Regions from separate parts of the Mus musculus genome. Here region 1 is linked to region 2. A link is a contact called in public Hi-C data. All regions are on one chromosome and are shown on one strand. The core of a region is the stretch at or near the end of the contact, and the rest is flanking DNA. Distances in the headings are between cores, read along the strand shown.

Region 1 (4,720 bases), core at 1,030-3,529, 260 kb before region 2:
ATCAGACAGAGCCTATGTCTTCTGATGTGAAGAGCAAGACATGGGGACCCAATCTGTTAGGCAAAGGTAAGCATTTCATTTGCACTACATGTGTGTTTGCATATTCATGTACGTATCTACTGACATAGAGTATACATATATGAGGTAAGCCACCAATTTGAGTTAGCAGATTATCCAGTCAGAACAAAACATCTCTTGAACATCTGAGGCAGAAATGAGTCAGTGAAATTTATTGAAACACCAGATCTCTCAACAGCCAAGAGTGGAGCCCCAGAGCTTTCTTTATCATCTTTCAATGGGGGGATTGAGAGTAATCCATTTGGAACTTAAATTTTCTCTGACATAAAACCAAACTCACACTCTTTTCTTAGGTTTGTTTCTTTTAGATAAGGGATTATCTAACAACGTCATTTTATCTTGACCTTTATGTATGAATCTTCTTTATTCTCACAAGCATAGCTTCAACTTAAAGGCAAAAGCACATTTGATAATGATCAAGATTTAAACATTTCAAGATTTCTTTCCCCCTTTTCTTGATCAAAACTGTCTGGACAGTTCCCACAACAGCTTGAAGAAAGTCCCTGAGGCGACAGGCTTGGAAGTGATGACCGAAAGCTAGAGCCAAACTTACTGCTTTTCCAGAATGAGGTCGAGAGTTTTATAAATAGTTTCCCAAAATTGTTCCATCTGCCAAAGTGTTTGGCCACACCTGTGTGGTCTCAGCCTTTCCCACCCCTCTGCTGTTGATTTAGCTTCACTCCATCAATCCTTCTCATTTCACTAAACAGATTAGAGAACTCTGCCCTTGCTCATGTGTGCACCACCTTCTATAGCACCACACCCCACTCCTGTTCTGAAACATGCATTCCCCCAAGTAAAAAGACCTAAAGCTGGTGGGCTTACCACCCACTGGGATCTATACCCAGGCTGCCCAGATATACAGTTTAAGGGGGATTATTCACAGCCCAGAAAGTAGAACAGGCTGTTTGCTGACAGAAATCTGTATTTCTCAGCTTGGCTCCCTGTCTTTTCAGGGTATCTTCAGGTTTGTCTACACTCCCAAATTACAGAAATAAATTAAAAGGAAATGCAAAGGGTGAACCTCTCTGTCTCTCATCCTATTTACCTCTCTCCCTTCTTCCTTCCTTGCTTCGCTTCTTTCCTCTCCAACATGCACATACTTACTTTTTCAACAACAATAAATTGAACTGAATAATTTATTCTGGGAAACTTCTGAATAAATGCATGGAAACTGAATTATTCAATCAATAAATACTTATGGACAACTTACAGTGTGCTGTCAATAATTCAAGAATTGAAGACTGCAGAGGAGAGACAGGATGTCTCTATGTGTGGAATTAATGTACTTTATCAAGGGGAAACCAATACATGGGAAAACTAGCATACTATCTCAGACAGTGGTTAGTGCTATTACAAAAAGGATGACAAGATAGTCACAGAGTCAGGTGATTTAGGAACCTGTTTCTTGGGGAGATGGGTATTTTAACTTTCACTTGAGCAATTAAGAGGGGAGCTCTCTCAGGGCTGAATAGCACAGTGGGTAGAAAATTTCAGAGAATGGGAAAAGCAATGGAAGTAAGGAAGCCTTAAAGACTAGGCATGTTCACAGGAGAGGGCATCACTGTGTCTTTCTCATAACAAAATCCACAGACTGAGGTTGTTTGAGACCACCTGGAGGCTATGCTGTCCCCTAGGACATGTAAGGACTGTTTTGTTTGTTTTTCTCCTTCTCCTCCTCTCTTGTTGTTGTTGTTGTTGTTGTTGTTGTTGTTGTTGTTGTTCTTCTTCTTCTTCTTCTTCTTCTTCTTCTTCTTCTTCTTCTTCTTCTCTTTTTCTTCTTCTTCTTCTTCCTCTTCTTCTCCTTCTTCTTTCTCCATAGATAAAATAACCATCATTGAGCAAATAGAGATTAATTGTTCAGTATGTGGTTGACATGGTTTGAATGTGTTCCACAGACTCAAGTGTCTAACACTCTAACCAATAGAGCACAGTAAAGAGAGCTTGTAGAAGTTTTAGGAGATGGGGATGGCAGGAAGAGGTTGGCTCCTGGGGGCAGGGGACTTTGAAAGTATAGCCAAGCCCTAGTTCTAGTCTCATGCAGTATGGTTCTTCACTGATGGGATGTGAATAGCCAAGTCACTTGACCTGGACTAGGCTCCTGCTGTTAACATGGCTTCTTCATCAGATACTGAATGGAAATCAGTGTCTCTTCCCTCCTGTGGCTTCTGTCAGTTATTTGGTCACAGTGGAAAGAAAAGGAAGTAACCCAATGTTGTTGAGACACATGGCTCTACGTGTCAGACTAAGCACAGCAACTCTACCACAGAGTGTAAGGATGAGTTCTGCATGTATAGTAAGCTCCATAAAGTTAAAAGACAAGAGAGAGAGAGAGAGAGAGAGAGAGAGAGAGAGAGAGAGAGAGAGAGAAGAGAGAGAGAGGGAGAGAGAGAGAGAGAGAGAGAGAGAGAGAGAGAGAGAGAGGGAGAGGGAGAGAGAGAGGAGAGAGATGTTTCCAACATATAAAATGATAGAAATCAATACTATATAACCAGTTATACAATCAGTAGAGTCAACATGTAAACAAGAAGATAAGCAAATGATATAAATGAGAAATTAATAGGGAGGGATGAATGGTCTACAAACATAAAAAGGTGATCAAAGATACTAATATTAAAGGAGCATAAAAACAAACAAATAACAACAAATCTGAGACACTGTTTCCCAGCCCAGTGGCTGGGAAACCCTTAATTGTCCTGAATAACGGACACTCCACCCCACCCTCTGATGAAACGGATTTTATAAGACTGCTCAGTGCCCACATATTTATTAATATCAAAATAAAAAGAAATAAAGACTTCTAGCCAAGTGAGATGGATACCCAAAACACACATGGCTATCTAATGGGATATAATACTACATAAGAATTAATAGGAATGAATTTGATTTATCTGTTGGCCAATCTATCCACCTGTCCACCAATGTAACTATCTACGTTTCTAGATACCTGTGTGTCTGTCTATACAGTTACCCCTTTATGGCTGTCTCTTACAGACTAGTTAAATGTGAAACACAAACACATTCAGCTACCTAAAGATCACAAAATGCTGTTTATCAATTTAAAAATATTCTGTCAAATGTTGGCAAACTACAACTAGATTTTGAACTATCTTTTCTTTCTATATTATTATTACACAGCCTGTAAGCTATGTATACTTTCAAAGTTTTAACTGGCTAACAATTTAAAGAATATTTTATTACACATAAAAATCATATGGAATTTCAGTTTCTGTGCCCATACATAAAATTCTTTGAGACTCAGCCACACCCAGTTTCCTCTGTCCTGTCTGTCATTTGATTTCACTATGAGTGTGTGCTTGGGCAGTTGTAACAGACTGTGGAAGATAGCAGTACCTGAAACATTTGTTGTCTGGCCCTTGACAGATACAGAGTCTGGATATATATTGTTCATGAAATTATTTACGTGCTTGTGCATGTATGTGTGAGTGCACACAGAGGCCAGAGCTCAATGTCAGCTGTCTTCTTTGTTCTTCACCTTACGTTTTTGAGACAGGGTCTCACTGAACCTGAAGCTCACTGATGTGGCTAAACTAGCTAGCCCAAGGATGTTCTTATTTCTCTCTCCTCAGTGCTGGGGTTACACGGGCTTGCAACCCCATCTGGCTTTGGTGTGGGTAATGGGGATCAAATTCAGTTCATTATGCCTGCAGGCTAGCCTTTTATTGACTGAGCTCTGTTCTTAGCTCTAGTATTATTTTACACACACACACACACACACACACACACACACACACACACAATTCGTGATGCTGACACATCTAGAGGAGGAAGTTTGGATGGGTAGAAAAGGAACTGTGATGTTTATGTATGTGAGAAATCTGAGACATTTTCAATTCTGTCCTGTGTGAACACGAGTGTGTGCTATATGGTCTCTGTACTTTTTCATACTAACTTTGTTGTTCTTTATAACTGAAAGATGCCCCCAGCTATGTATCTACATTTTATCTAAATTCTTCTACTGGTGGACAGTTAGTTAGGTTAGGACTATAACTTAGCTGCTGTGAATCATGCTGCAGGAATTTACAAGTGTCTTTGTGATGTGATGTGTCCCTTGGGTGAATACACAGGAGTGGTACAAACTTGGTCATACCAGTTTACTGACATGTTCTGTATAATAATGATGTATTCTCATTTCTTGGAGGAACCCCCATACTGTTTTCCATGGTGACTGAATTAGTTTATATGCCCATTAGCAGTGTATAAGAATTTCCATTTGCATAGGGCTTCCTATTGAATTTCTGTCTTCTGTGTACTGGTTTCAGAGTTCTTTATATATTAATTGCATTGTTGCTTCTTTTGAGAAAAGTTACATAAAATTTTACTTATTTATTAACCTTGTAAGTGGACTCCTGCCACTTGGGAAACTTTAAATTGCATACAGTGACTTGAAAGGTGTTTCCTAATTTTGGACTTTGTTTCACCTGTCTTTTGTAATCTTAGAGAGTTATTAAGATGGAGTGGTCTTTTTCATGTCTGTGCAGTGGACAACACTCTGGGTACCTGGGGTGACTCAGTACCTCCTTCTGCTCTGGAGGACATGAAGTCTGCCTGAAATACTCTGCCTTGTCATAAATGCCACAGTTAGGATTTGGGTTTGGACCTGGGTAGGAAAATAGAGTGC
Region 2 (4,627 bases), core at 2,126-4,625:
ACATTTTCAATACTATCCCAAAGGTCCCCCATACCCACCCACCCCCAATCCCCTACCCACCCACTCCCCCTTTTTGGCCCTGGCGTTCCCCTGTACTGGGGCATATAAAGTTTGCAAGTCCAATGGGCCTCTCTTTGCAGTGATGGCCGACTAGGCCATCTTTTGATACATATGCAGCTAAAGACAAGAGCTCCCGGGTACTGGTTAGTTCATATTGTTGTTCCACCTATAGGGTTGCAGTTCCCTATAGCTCCTTGGGTAATTTCTCAACAAAACTGGAAAACCTGGACGAAATGGACAAATTTCTGGACAGATACCAGGTACCAAAGTTGAATCAGGATCAAGTTGACCATCTAAACAGTCCCATATCCCCTAAAGAAATAGAAGCAGTTATTAATAGTCTCCCAGCCAAAAAAAAGCCCAGGACCAGATGGGTTTAGTGGTTTTGACTCTTTTGCCTGCTTTTGGGACCCTTGTCCTCCTGGGTTGTGTTGTCCAGCCTTAAAAGAAGGAAAGGTACCTAGTCTTATTGCAACTTGCTTGGCCATGTTTGGTTGCTATCCCTGGGAGGCCTGCACTTCTCTGAAGGGAAAGCCAGGGGGCGTGGGTGGGGAGCTAGTGAAGGCTGGGAGGAGGGAGGGGAGGGGAAGCTAGATGAAGGCTGGGAGGGTAGAGGGGAGGGGAAGTTAGGTGAAGGCTGGGAGGGTAGAGGGGAGGGGAAGTTAGGTGAAGGCTGGGAGGGTAGAGGGGAGGGGAAGCTAGGTGAAGGCTGGGAGGGTAGAGGGAGGGGAAGCTAGGTGAAGGCTGGGAGGAGGAGGGGAGGGGAAGCTAGATGAAGGTTGGGAGGGGAGAGGGGAGGGGAAGTTAGGTGAAGGAAGGCTGGGAGGGTAGAGGGGAGGGGAAGCTAGGTGAAGGAAGGCTGGGAGGGTAGAGGGGAGGGGAAGCTAGGTGAAGGCTGGGAGGGGAGAGGGGAAGGGAAGCTAGGTGAAGGCTGGTGGGGAGGGAGGGGAAAGGAAGCTAGGTGAAGGCTGGTGGGGAGGGAGGGGAAACTGTAGTCTGGATGTAACATATGAGAGAAAAGAACGTATTCATTTTGTAGGCTCCATCTTCAGGTTAGATTTTGTGTCCTCTGGTAAACCATCTCCAAAGCTCATGTGGCCCTGAATAGTCTTAGTTAGCTAAGAGACCTCCATGACAGACACTACACAGCCTAAGTTAACCAAATGTTTGATGGCAGAATCACTGTTTTAAACCACTGAGGTCAAATAGTCTTAGGTTAGACTACATACATTCTCACCTGAATTGGAAAAGTTCTGCTTGGTCCTGCCAAGGAAAGTAGCTAAGTAAGGGAAAACACAAGCAAGCACAAGGACCTCTGAAACGGTGTGGGGAGCACAGTCATTTTAAATCATTAACTTGCTCAGATGAACTCCCACAAATATCTTGAGAATTCTGGAAAGTTCATTTTTAATCTTCCAAGAAATACCAGGGTGAATTCTTACTTTGTAGCTCGATTACTAAGTTCATGTAAAATAAGTCAATACAAATGAGAAGATTCTCAAATCAACCTTATACATGGAATATGTGAATATTTATTGTATACATATTCATGTCTTAATATATGTACAGATGTGTGCAATGATTTAAAAGTATCCACATACACTAGGGTTGCACACATATTTAACAACACACTTGAGTATATAATATGTGTGTGTGCACATGCATGTACGCATGTATTTTAACTATGTAAAGGGTGATAGGATAATAGAAAAGCAGATTAGCCAAATGTTTATTCTCTCCTTTGTCATTAAAGGAGGCAAGGATGATATTTCCCAGCTGGATAACACTTCAGTAGAGTGACAGGCTGATAACAGAAAGAACAGAAATATGATTACTGTGCTTATCCTGAGCCCAGGAGCTGAAGGCTATGGTGTCCATGAATATGGAAAAAGGCACACAATGGTTAATTCTTGACCATCTTCCCCAGTCTACTGGAGATAACCAGGGAATGGAGAGCCACTGCAACCAGCTTGAGAGTTCTGGTTGCTAAGTAACCATGAACCAGAAGAGAAAGGACAGGAAAGACGGACAAGAATGTAGGAGAAATGCATGTGTATGGGCAAATATGGTAGACCAGATGTAAATCACATCTGACTTTAAATAATGCACCGGGCACCAGTATAGAAAATACCAGTTCACCTACTAGAATGTTGCAGATATTCTTCCAGACTTGATGTAATAGTTAAGCTAAAATTAAATAAGAATTTGAAAGCATTATAAGGTTCTTAAGAAAGATAGCACGCACAACTATACTGAAAATCTAAGCGTAATGATTTTATATATGTATTTTAGGATTTTCTGTCTGGAAAGTTGGGGAGTGGAGGTATTTATTATTTTCTTTATATTATCTAGTAATTTATAGTTAGGAGTAAATATACACTATTGAAAAAGGAAATGGAACTAACACTGTTAAGAAAACTGTTGTAGACATTTGCTTCTTAATTTGATCCCACACTGTAAGACACTTGAGAGCAAACAATATATTTACAGGAAGCTCATGAAATACTATGATGTTTTATATATTTATGTGAGGTACATAAAATATCCTAGGGTTTTACATATTTATTATGTCTAAGAATAAGGATCTTAGAAAGCCTATCAGCACTGAGTCTAAGGTCTAGCTTGGGATGGATGCATCAAGCCTGCACAGTATATCCCCATGGCAACAAGCACCCTCCAAAGAAGACCCCCAGAGTCTGGCAATTGTGGTTTGATGGCTATGTCACAGAGGCAACAAGCTTAGCAGCCTGACCTGATTCATCCTCTAATGAACAGATGGCTCACCGATGGCCAGAGCAGGAACTTTGAGTGCACACGTAGATGACTTCAGTTCCACTTTCTAGAAAGAAAAAAAGGCTTACAGTGACACTTCACTCCCGGAGACAGGCAGATACTTTCCCAATGGTCTTCATAAGGTTATGCTCTCAAAACAAGACACAAGGCAGCTGTTTGGGACACTGCCCTATCTACAGCGTCTCCCTGCTACACTCTGTTGGTGTTGGCACTAGGAAGTATCACAGGAGAATTCAGTTATCATAACACTGGGAAGACAGGGGACTAGGAAACAGCACCAGGAGGAAAGCCAACTCCTTTGATTTCTGGCCACCCTTGCCCTGGCTGTCACAGAATCTCCTAGCAGGCTGTGAATGCTGCCTGATATCGTTTCGGGCCCCAGGGCTTGATGATGCTTTGGGATTTTCAATCCTTTCAAGCATGTCTTGATGTCTTCCACTTTATACACTTCTGACCCTCTCTGCTCCATGACTTACTCGCTCATCTGCTGAAGATGCTCCTTCAACTTCCTTTAAAATAAATATGACCTCCCCTCACTCCGGCCCCCTTCTTCCTTCCAGGATGTGGCTGGCTGCCAGCAAGTCAAGGGTTGAGATCAAAGGGAAGTCACTGCTAAGCAAGGGAAAACACACATTGTCAGCTGCGGTCTTCCAGACAATGTGACTCACAAGAAGGGGTGACACAGAAAAAGGGGAGAGTAAAGACTTAGGATCGCTTCCCACCTCTTAGTCGTGATTGAATGAGGCTGGCCTGCTAACAGAAGGAAGGAAGCCATGTTCGTTGAGATTTATGACCAGAGTCTAGTGTTGCCTGCTGGAAATGTACTAAACACTGGACATAAATCTCTAACTTGGAGATCCCTGTTTCTTCTTGAGAAACTAAATCTCATCAACTAGACAGTATTTCCTTATCACACCTCGGCCCCAAAACAAAGGCGCAAAATGTCACCCAAAGTGATCTTTGCAGAGCCACTGAGATTCCTAATGCCCTGTTTAGTTGACTGCAGAATTTCTCACACTCTGCAGAGGTACCGCATGCCAAGGTTTTCTAAGTTGCAAGCCCCTTACTTTGATAAGCTGGGCAGCTAAGTCTACCATGGGGAAACAAGTGTCAGAAGGACTTTCTATGCTCTGTATCTGAGGCAAGACAAAGTTTTCCCTTCCCCTCAGGCTTCTTCAGAGAGTCGTTGTACACAACCTAGGATGTGTAATATGTGCATTTTAAAAAGAATTTTAAATTCTATTTTTAAGTAACAGGGTTTTTAAAAAAAGGAAATACATATAAAGAAACCAATAAAAATTATCTACGTCCACTCAAAAATTTCATGTCTACTAAAAGAATCCACATTTAAGAAATCACAAAAAAAGTCAGGCATGTGACCTGGAATAATAACCCCAGTGCTGGTGAGATGGACAAGCTGACCCCTGGTGCTCTCTGACCAATCACTCTAGCCTAACTAATACTTTTCCACAGTGGTGGTAACCCATAGTACATAGAGCTGGACCACTGCTCAGTCCAACTAGTACTTTATTTCATTTCTTTGAGATAAGACCTCTCTATCCCAAGCTGGTCTTGACCTCTTTATGTGGCCCAGGGTGGCCACCAACTCTCAATCCTCACACTTCAGCCTCCCAAGAGCTGGGGCTATAAGTATACATTATCATGCCTTGTTCTAACAAATGGTATTATTGTTGACTTTTAAAATCTTATTTTAATAAAATAATTTAAAACAATTAATTGACATTTTGTAGTAACTATTTTAAAATATGACAAA

Evidence for each region. Hi-C and Micro-C count contacts between places; a contact is called where the count stands out from the background.
Region 1: a contact with region 2 is called in a Hi-C map of bone marrow-derived macrophages, with 20 read pairs. The contact joins two enhancer-like sites. A contact is called at or near these places in 8 of 39 promoter capture datasets (the 3T3-L1 cell line, the HPC-7 cell line, embryonic stem cells and 5 more), 5 of 484 Hi-C or Micro-C datasets (bone marrow-derived macrophages, embryonic fibroblasts, epiblasts and 1 more) and 3 of 115 datasets of contacts at active chromatin or transcription factors (bone marrow-derived macrophages, large pre-B cells and microglia).

The regions. Positions count from the first base shown.
Region 1 is chr2:12,278,415-12,283,134 of GRCm38.p6, reverse strand. All of the region lies in intron 2 of Itga8 (integrin alpha 8), which reads left to right. Among named protein-coding and RNA genes, the nearest start is that of E030013I19Rik, 20 kb to the left of the region's middle. Within about 2 kb of position 2,279, at least 4 of the 459 cell types and tissues checked have an H3K27ac peak or open chromatin away from gene starts, as enhancers often do. A contact at or near this core is called in bone marrow-derived macrophages, where this site is marked.
Region 2 is chr2:12,022,414-12,027,040 of GRCm38.p6, reverse strand. No RefSeq gene overlaps it. Among named protein-coding and RNA genes, the nearest start is that of Gm34768, 120 kb to the right of the region's middle. Within about 2 kb of position 3,375, at least 22 of the 459 cell types and tissues checked have an H3K27ac peak or open chromatin away from gene starts, as enhancers often do. A contact at or near this core is called in bone marrow-derived macrophages, where this site is marked.